2 separate regions of the Mus musculus genome follow, and region 1 is linked to region 2. Evidence: chromatin contacts called from public promoter capture Hi-C data. All regions are on one chromosome and are shown on one strand. The core of a region is the stretch at or near the end of the contact, and the rest is flanking DNA. Distances in the headings are between cores, read along the strand shown. Region 1 has its middle 150 kb from the start of Mir5124b. Region 2 holds the start of Fam107a (family with sequence similarity 107, member A).

Evidence for each region. Promoter capture Hi-C pulls out the DNA fragments that hold promoters and counts their contacts.
Region 1: a promoter capture Hi-C map of liver shows a contact between it and region 2, with 3 times the contacts expected there. The contact joins the enhancer-like site here to the promoter of Fam107a in region 2. A contact is called at or near these places in 6 of 39 promoter capture datasets (cranial neural crest, hippocampal neurons, liver and 2 more) and 1 of 115 datasets of contacts at active chromatin or transcription factors (astrocytes).

What each region holds. Positions count from the first base shown.
Region 1 is chr14:11,130,570-11,134,882 of GRCm38.p6, forward strand. It overlaps a transcript of Fhit not described here. Among named protein-coding and RNA genes, the nearest start is that of Mir5124b, 150 kb to the right of the region's middle. Within about 2 kb of position 2,747, at least 5 of the 459 cell types and tissues checked have an H3K27ac peak or open chromatin away from gene starts, as enhancers often do. A contact at or near this core is called in hippocampal neurons and liver, where this site is marked.
Region 2 is chr14:8,307,023-8,311,230 of GRCm38.p6, forward strand. It overlaps Fam107a (family with sequence similarity 107, member A), which reads right to left and starts at 2,755. Exons shown (of 4, transcript NM_183187.4): 1 at 2,463-2,755.

The DNA.
Region 1 (4,313 bases), core at 1,497-3,996, 2.8 Mb after region 2:
TGTGTGTGTACCAAACAGGAGCAAGTCAGAATCCAAAAGTTCTTGTTCCCATAATCCAAATACCAACCTCTAGGCAAAAGTCAGGAATCACCTCTCAAAATACGCCTCGTCCTTCTTTTGACTCCCAAATGCAAAGACCTACACCTGTGCCATCAGGTAAACATTCTCCCCTCCAACTGTAAGGTGCTCTATCCACCACTCACCACTAGTCTAACCTCACCACACTCTGTTCCAGAGCAGACAGTGTCTATACCCTTCAGATGACCTTCTGCAAGACATAAATTAGATTTAAATGAATCCAAATAGGTTTGGGCTTCAGCTGCTCCTCAAAGAAATAAGCATGGAACCAAAGTAGAACAAGCCAATAACAGACTGATTTATCTCGGTGTTTTCTCCCAGCTTTTAAAAAAAAAAAAAATCCAAACCCCTCAGTCCGTGGCCCAGCCCACAGATCCCTTACTGATCGGAATGTAAAGGACTAGCCTTCCCCAGTACACAGACAGGCTTACTTGAAAGCTATTTCTAAGACCCATCCAGCTGCACCCTACATAAGGCAAGGTTCCCTGGAACTGAGACTTTTGCTCTGCTGTCAAATTCTGCAGCCTTCACCCGACTTAACTGCCATGTTGAGGGATTGGTTATTGACCTTTAAGTCTGTAACAATTATCTACATAGCTAGGAAAGAGGCTGTGCATTCAGGTACAACAGTGAAGACACTGAATAAATTCAGTGCTCATTTTCATTTTTATGCTGCATTCAGTGAGCTGTTACTGCAGACAAATTACTGCAACAGTCTTTCAAATGATAGCCAATTTTCAACTAAGAGAAGATTCTTAAACCACTTTCTAAAACCTTTTGCTACATATCGGTAAAAACCAGGCAGTTGGAAAACAGGTCTGGTTAAACCACCTGATGATAAATGAATATTTTTAAATGCATGGAGTTATTTGACAATCTGCATAGTGACTTAACACTCACAAGAAATAACAGCAAAGCCCCCAAACCTAACATTTTCTCCTATGTAGTCTTAGAAATTGTGTCTGAATTTATATCTCTATATTCTATACACAAACCTTGGACGTACTTTAGGGTTCAGAATAGCCTTTACCTTCATGATTTACCTTACGTTGTAAAAAACAAACAGAAGCCCTTCCTCAAATCCATAACTTTAAGAGTGACTTGCTCTGTGGTGCAGCTAGAAGAGTGTGTAGAAGAGTGTCTAGCCAGGAACAGGCACACTGCAAAGCTTGCTTAATGTCCGAGTATGTTTTCACTATTGCTAGCATACAATGATTTGGAATTCTAAAGCTGTGGTTGCTTTAGGGATTTGTCCTTTGATTTCAACCACTCCTTACTTTCTCCTATTTTTTTTTTTTTTGAGAATTTCATAAAACAGAAATCTCCCTGCTCAAGCCCATCCTCCATGGCCTGAGGCATATATCAGTGCACCTCCACCACCACCACCACCACCCCCACACACACATACACACACACATAGCACACTTTCGTCATACCTGTTCAATACTGTCATATTTGCTAGACATTGCAAAAGTAAATTTGCCAAGCAGCATGAGATGTGGAAGTCATTAGGTGACATCTGAGGAGTAGAATGCCAGGCGGTCAATAATTACCTCCTCAAGATTCACAGAATTCCAGGCAAATCAAATTCCATGAAATCTCTGGGAGTGTGACCTGATCTGGGCTGGGTCCCTGAAAATGGGGGGTCAATGAGTCTGTGACCACCAGACAGGACTAGGACATACTGGACTCATCTCCAGGGGACACCCTGTGGCAATATGACATTTGCACAGGGGTGCCCTAACATGCTCCCGGTATGTTTTCTTGGAACGGGATGACATTTCAAGTCAAATAGCTCTGTTCACAGTAGCAACAGCCCTCCCCCAAATTCTGCTAGTCTGAATTCGAGAAAAAGAGGTTCATCTTTAGGAAAAACTGAGAGTATGTATGCAGATACGTGCTTAAAAGAATCTGTTTTTAAAGGTGTCCAAATAGACAGTCAGTGTTTACCTCAAGTCTTATTGTAAATACTTGCTCTCAATTGAACAAATTCTTCCTCTCAGATCCCAATACTGGACACTTTTTAATGCATATGGAAATTATTTAGAAAACTGTGTAACTGAGAGGCAGAGAGAGTGACTGTCAGTGCTATGGTCTCAGCAAGCCCCTGCTGCCCAGAACCGCAGTTCGTGTTGCACCTCCACCAGAGAGCTTGTATGTAACCCATTGAACCAGCACCCACCCAGAGCTTCTGATGCCTGTTCTGCCAGATCCTGCTCCACTTCAGGACTAGGAAACAGTCTGTGCAACACCTGTTTCCTGGCCAAGGGCTCAAATGGCCCAGCTACGTCATCAAGAAAAGGAGTCTGGTTGTGCCCTCCTCTGAACTCTCCATCTGGAAGATTCTCTGGCCTCCTTCCCTCTCATTTTTAATCTGACAGACACTGTTGGACAGGGACCCTCAAAGCAGACCAAAGTTCATTTTTCCTCCTCTGCTTCTTGCCCTGCATATCAGAAGGGCAGAGGGAGGCTGGCATGGAACAGGATGCCAGGAACTAAATGAGGGTCCCTGACTACTGGACCACATCAGTCCTGCCTTCCAAAGTCTTAATTAGCCCTTCTCCTCCTGGCACACCCATTTGCTTCTGGAACCCATGGAGGTGGCAGGGTAAGATGCCACACTCACAGCAAGCATTCAACAAAATATTGATTGCGGATGGCAGTCAGAGCCTGTTGGCTCATGGCTTGGCAATAACATCAGTTTGGAAGTCTGGGCACCGGTAGCAAGATTTCTGCTCCCCGGTTCTGATGCAGGCAATTCTACCAGCATTATTCTGGGTGATAATCAGCCTCCAGCTCAATTTGGAAGCAAAATGATCTTAACAAACAGAGGCAGACTTGACAGACAGGCTGCTGAGCCTGGGGACCAAAACACGGGATGAAAAAGCAGAAGAGAGGAATGATATACAGCAACGGAAGAGAGGGAAATGCCATACAGGAGCACAGGGCTAGTTGCACAGGGTTGCCCCCATTCTACCTATGACTCTGAAGTAAGCTTCAAACATAACAACAGATGGGGCAGGGCCGATGAGAGGGGACGAAAGGAAAGGGGACAGAGAAGGACCCCTTTGGCATTCTGACACGAAGACATACAGTAGAAGCAGTGAGCAGTCTCAACAGTAACACGGAAGAGGTTTCCAAAGACCATGAGTCTTAATTCTGTCCTGCTTGGCACCTCTTGAACTTCGGTGACACACTGAAATTTGCCATTTTTCTAAGAGGACATTGATAAATACAATGGAAAGTCTGAATACATTTCCCCTCTGCATTCATTATCTCTGGCCCATATCCACAGGCCTATTGCAGACTAAATTGGATTTTGGATCACTGGTACTAAGGCACTGCAATTAATTAACAATAGAAACATAATATTTATATCCAGGCCTAACAACATCTGACATTTAAACTATTCTGCCAGTCGGGCAAATTCCATTCGACAAATTTTCATTTTAATGAACATGACAGACCACAGCTTACATGATAGGCCAAGATGCAGAAGCAAGCTGATTTCTTGGCATGTGCTTCCAAGGACTGGCCATGCCGCAGGAGAAAGAAGCTGGGCAACCGTCAGAATAACAGAAAGACCTGCTCCACAGCTCCATTTAGACAGATCAAGGACATGCCACTCCTCTGACTCTTCTAAAAAAGACCCTGGGACGAGATTGTCCTTATTTCCTACACGAGCTCAAGGTTAACGGCTGCATCTTATCATCCACTGGGTAATAGTTCTACCTTTGGGCTTCTGATATTTTCTTTGGGGCACTGAAATCCCTTAGTCCTTTGTAATTAAAAAGTGATAAACGTTTTCCAAGGCATCTGATAATATTCGAAATGCACAAGAGTTGGATCTGACACAGCTTTTTCAATTGGCACAAAACTGGCCTTCCATATTTTGCCAGATGGTGTGTCTCAGTAAGTCCTCAATTTCCGACTCAGTGAGGGCACTGTCACTATGATGTTGATGCAGAGACGGTATTAAATGCTATCTTATTTTGCATTATACTAACACCATAGACCTATTTATTCTTGCTAAACTTTGATAGCTTAAGGAAGTTTTCCTTCTGTGACTCATTAGTCTAGGTAACAGAAAGATGGCACAGATGAAGAAAAATTATTCCACAATATAAGAGCCATGCAAGTGTCCTGACCCCACAGTGACCTCTCCAAGACAGATGAAGGGCATATCAATGTCAAGGACAATGTCAGCAAACAGATCTCCCAACACAGAGTACTAT
Region 2 (4,208 bases), core at 1,505-4,004:
GGAAGAAGGGTGGGACGGGAAGTATTCAAGCCTCTTTGCTCTGGCTGAGTAACTCGAGCTCGCTGAGGCTGGCGAGTCACCACAAGCAGGTCTAGTGGATGGCTTACTTTTTAGGTCTTTAACCCAGACATCCTTCTCTGGAGAATCATGGTGTTTGAAGACTGAGGCGCTCCTATTGGGCATGGAGCTCTGGGGCCAGAAGGTGTTGGCTAAATGAGTGGCCTGAATGTCTCTAAGGGGGTGGGAGGAGTTTGGGAATGAGAAGAGAGTCTGATTCTGTGTGTGCACAACCTGGTTGGAACAGTTGACCCAATCCCTGGTCCCTTCCTGGGAAGTGAGGAGAGAGTCAGAGGAGAATGACACTCTCCCTGCAGTGTCAAGTTTACACTGAGAACAGCTGTGGGACCCAAGGTCCCTTCACCTCCTCTGCCTCTTTTTGGCAGTGTTTCACATATCCCAGGTTGGCTTCAAACTTGCTACATAGCCAATGATGACCTTGAACTTTTGATTGCCCTGCTTCCACCTCCCAAGGGCTAACATTATAGGGATAGCCACATGTCCCATTTATGAGATATCAGTGGTTAATTTCAGGGCTTTGTGCATGCTAGGTAGGTTCTTGACCAACTGGGCTGAATCCCTAGCTTTGCCTATGGTCTTCATGTCCCTTCTGACTGCATTCCCTCTATCTTCAGTGTTCTTATTGTGTTTCTGATGCATCAGTCACGGCAAACAACACTGGGTCCAGTAAAGTGTCCAATGGATAAAGCAAAAGAAACAAATGTAACACATAATTGTAGCTTGTGTGACCTCGGGCAAACAGCTCACACTCTCTCAGCCTCTGACCTGTGGAGGTCATGGCAACCTCCACCACCCTAAGGTCATTAGAAGGTGAGATGATGGTGTGCACACTGTACTTTGTATACTACCTTGCCGAGTAAGCCCCATCTAGGCAAACTATTAGCCTCCTGTCTTGCATGTTTTGCAGTGAGCATGGAACTTGGTCTGAATCTCATGATTATCTTGATGGCAACTAATTTTACAGTTGAGAAAAATCAGAGCTTATTAAGCTAAGGTCAATGTTGAGTATGTAGCAAAGCCGGAATCATTGGACTCCAAACCTTGGACTCTTTCTACCACAATATTGTCTCCCAGGAACGGCATGTTTTTGACTCAATAGAACCAATTTACAGCCCTTTGCTCTCTCTGTATATTCAAGAAACCCTAAGGAAGAGGCAGTTGGTTCCCTTTGATGACTGAGACCATTAAGGCCAGAGAATCAGCCAGTGAGCAATGCAAATACTGCCCTGCTGCTTGAAGCAGCCTTCCCTGTCAGGCCTGTGGCCAGACTTCAACCCCCTGTCCCTCCAAACCTTTCCGGTCCAGCATCAGCAGGCCCAGAGGGGAGGCTTTGAGAAGCACTGGCAAGAGAAGGAGAAACATTCAGAGAAGCGACAAGCTGGCAGCCACATGTCCTGCTTGCCCTTTCCTCCCTGTGGGTGGTATGCATTTGTAGCTCACTGGCCAGTAACCTAAGAACATACATGGCCACATCTCTAGGTCTCCCTGAAGACTCAGGCCAGCCTTCTTCTTCGTCTTGGAGCTACCTGTCCATTTGGGCAAGAGGGCCCAAGACTACTCCAGACCAGCTTCCTCAACTCTTTGTCTTGGCCCCCTGGAACCGTTTAACCAGCAAGAAGGGTTGAGTTTGAAGGGTGAGGCATATAGGGTCCTTAGCAAGGTTGGGGATTGTGCCATGCTGTTGAGTAGGAAGCCACATGAGCACACTACCATAGTGCTGCCCTTGTGAGCTGCTGCCACCTGGCAGCTGGCTCAGGGAAAATCACAGCAGGAGTTACCACACTTCATGCTAGGAAGCATGAAGGATCCAAGCTGCTCAGAAACCTATGTGTGGGAACTGTCAAGAGGCCATCCCACTTATAGCAGCTTCCTAGCGACAGGCAATCCTCTATTCCCTGATTTCTCTAGTCCCAGACTGGCCGTGTACTATATGATGAAGCTAAGTCCATCGGCAAGGTGGGAATTACCCATAGCCTGCACTACCGGTCTAACCCCTGATTCAAAAACTGGCAATAAACTGAGAAGGTGGGCAACCCCTTCTTAGGAGCAAACCTCAGAGAGGTCATCTGATTTCTCCAGATCTCAAAGCCAATGTATGAGGGAGCCAGAGTCTGAGCTGAGCTCTGGTGCCCAAACCCAATTCCGTGCAGAATTGAACCTGGACTATCTGTTGATTTTGTCTATCTGTTCACTATTAAGTGAACCCTTCCTGCTGACCCTTCACACCCCTACTGTGTGATAATGGATTTAAGAGAGGCTGTAGCAGGTGTTAAATTCCTCTCAGTATTTACAAGCAAACGGTCAACCAGACTACAGAGCTGTCACTGAGAGCCTACTTAACCCCATACCCCCCACCTCCACTTTTTATCCCTGCAGCACCTCACCTCAGGGAGGCAGGGTCCCAGTACCCACAATTTGAAGGCTTCAGTTGCCGAGACAGCTTTCTCTGATGCTCTCAGGTCCTTCTCCTTCCCTCCACCTTCTCTTGGAACACAGTCAGCCTAACAGCATGCGAAGCAGACCAGATTCGAGTCTTACTTCTCTACAGGTCCTGGGCTGTGAGCTCCTCTGCAGTGCCCGGGCTGCTAGTTCCTCTGCAGGTCTCAGACTTAGGGAGTGCTAAGCAGGTCCTAGATGGCTGAGGCAGCCGCCCCCAAAGGGCGGGCCTTAAACCCCCAAGATGGGAGGCACTTTTGCACTCCCATTTATTCTGATATCAATAAAAAAGAACTGTTGCTATAGAAACCGTTATTTCACTTGGTGAGTGGCCATGTCCGAGACTCAGAACACCATGTCCAAGCCACCCTGATTGAGAGGCACAAATAAATACATGTTCTGTCAGACTGATGAGGCATAAGAATCCTGCCAAGCTTTGTTCGGAACAAGGCGAACAAGGCGGCTCCTGGCTTCTAGGGAGGAATTTCCCTTGTTTGTATGGGAGGGGATTCCAGCACTTCCCCAAAGGGGGTGGGGGGACCAGGCTTCCTGCTGCAGTGACTGAATCTTTAGAACTTGCCTCTTGGATACTAGCAGGGAGAGAACTATAGCTTGAGTCAGTTCTTGGCAATTCTCCAGGCATAGGTGTAAGAAACATTGTGAAATGAAGTGTCATCTACAAATGTGTTGGGCAGTGGTGGCACACATTTTAATCCCAGCATTTGGAGGCAAAAGCAGGTGGATCTCTGTGTTCAAGGCCAGTCTGGTCTACAGAGCGAGTTCCAGGACAGCTAGGACTACACAGAGACAGTCTCTAACTAACTAACTAACTAACTAACTAACTTCACATAATTAGCTTCATACCTGGAACTTCACAGAAGAACCAGCAGGCTGTAGCCCAGGAGAAGGGCAGCAGATAGAGTTTGCACCTAGCCCACCCTACTCTGATCCCAGTCCTTTCTGAACTTTGGCTTTCCTGACTGTCAGCTGAGGGTAACAGTGTAGCTGTGTGTGACCTCAATGAGATGGCGTTCACTAACACAGCCTGCAGAGAACTGTCATGTGCTAAAGGCAGGGTCTTAATATGCATGCTTGTGCCTGGCCACAATGAGAATTCGTGCAAATAAAAGCTGAGGACATGGGTAGGACCCCAAAGACGGTCTAGGTGCTCGTAGATCAAAGACCTTCTCTGCACCCCTGAGCTTGTTTCCACTTGAGCATTGGGTCTAGTCTGGCTTTTGGTATTATCCCCTGCTCCGCCCCCATTGAGGAAACCAGCACCTGCCAGTGAGTCTAGGTCTGTACCCCAGTTTACTTTCTCATGGAACTTTGGTTGGCCAAGGGCAATGAGGCCCAGGATGCACATCACAGATAAGCAGACACATTTCCACATACAGTTCTGGGTTCTTTTTGGCCATAGGATCTGTTCGTTTAGTCAACATCATATATATATATTCCTGGTATGATCTAAGTGGGCATATACATGATGGAAAGGAGACAGAGACAGATATTACTCCAGTCCGCAGGGAATCCACATTCAGTGTGTGTGTGTGTGTGTGTGTGTGTGTGTGTGTGTGTGTGTGTGTGTGTATGTGTGACAGTAGATAAAGATACATACAAGAAAATGTCACCCAGTGATGTATGGCTGTAGAAAGGCTGAGTGAGGACTGGGCAGTGACTGGTAGCTTGGGAAG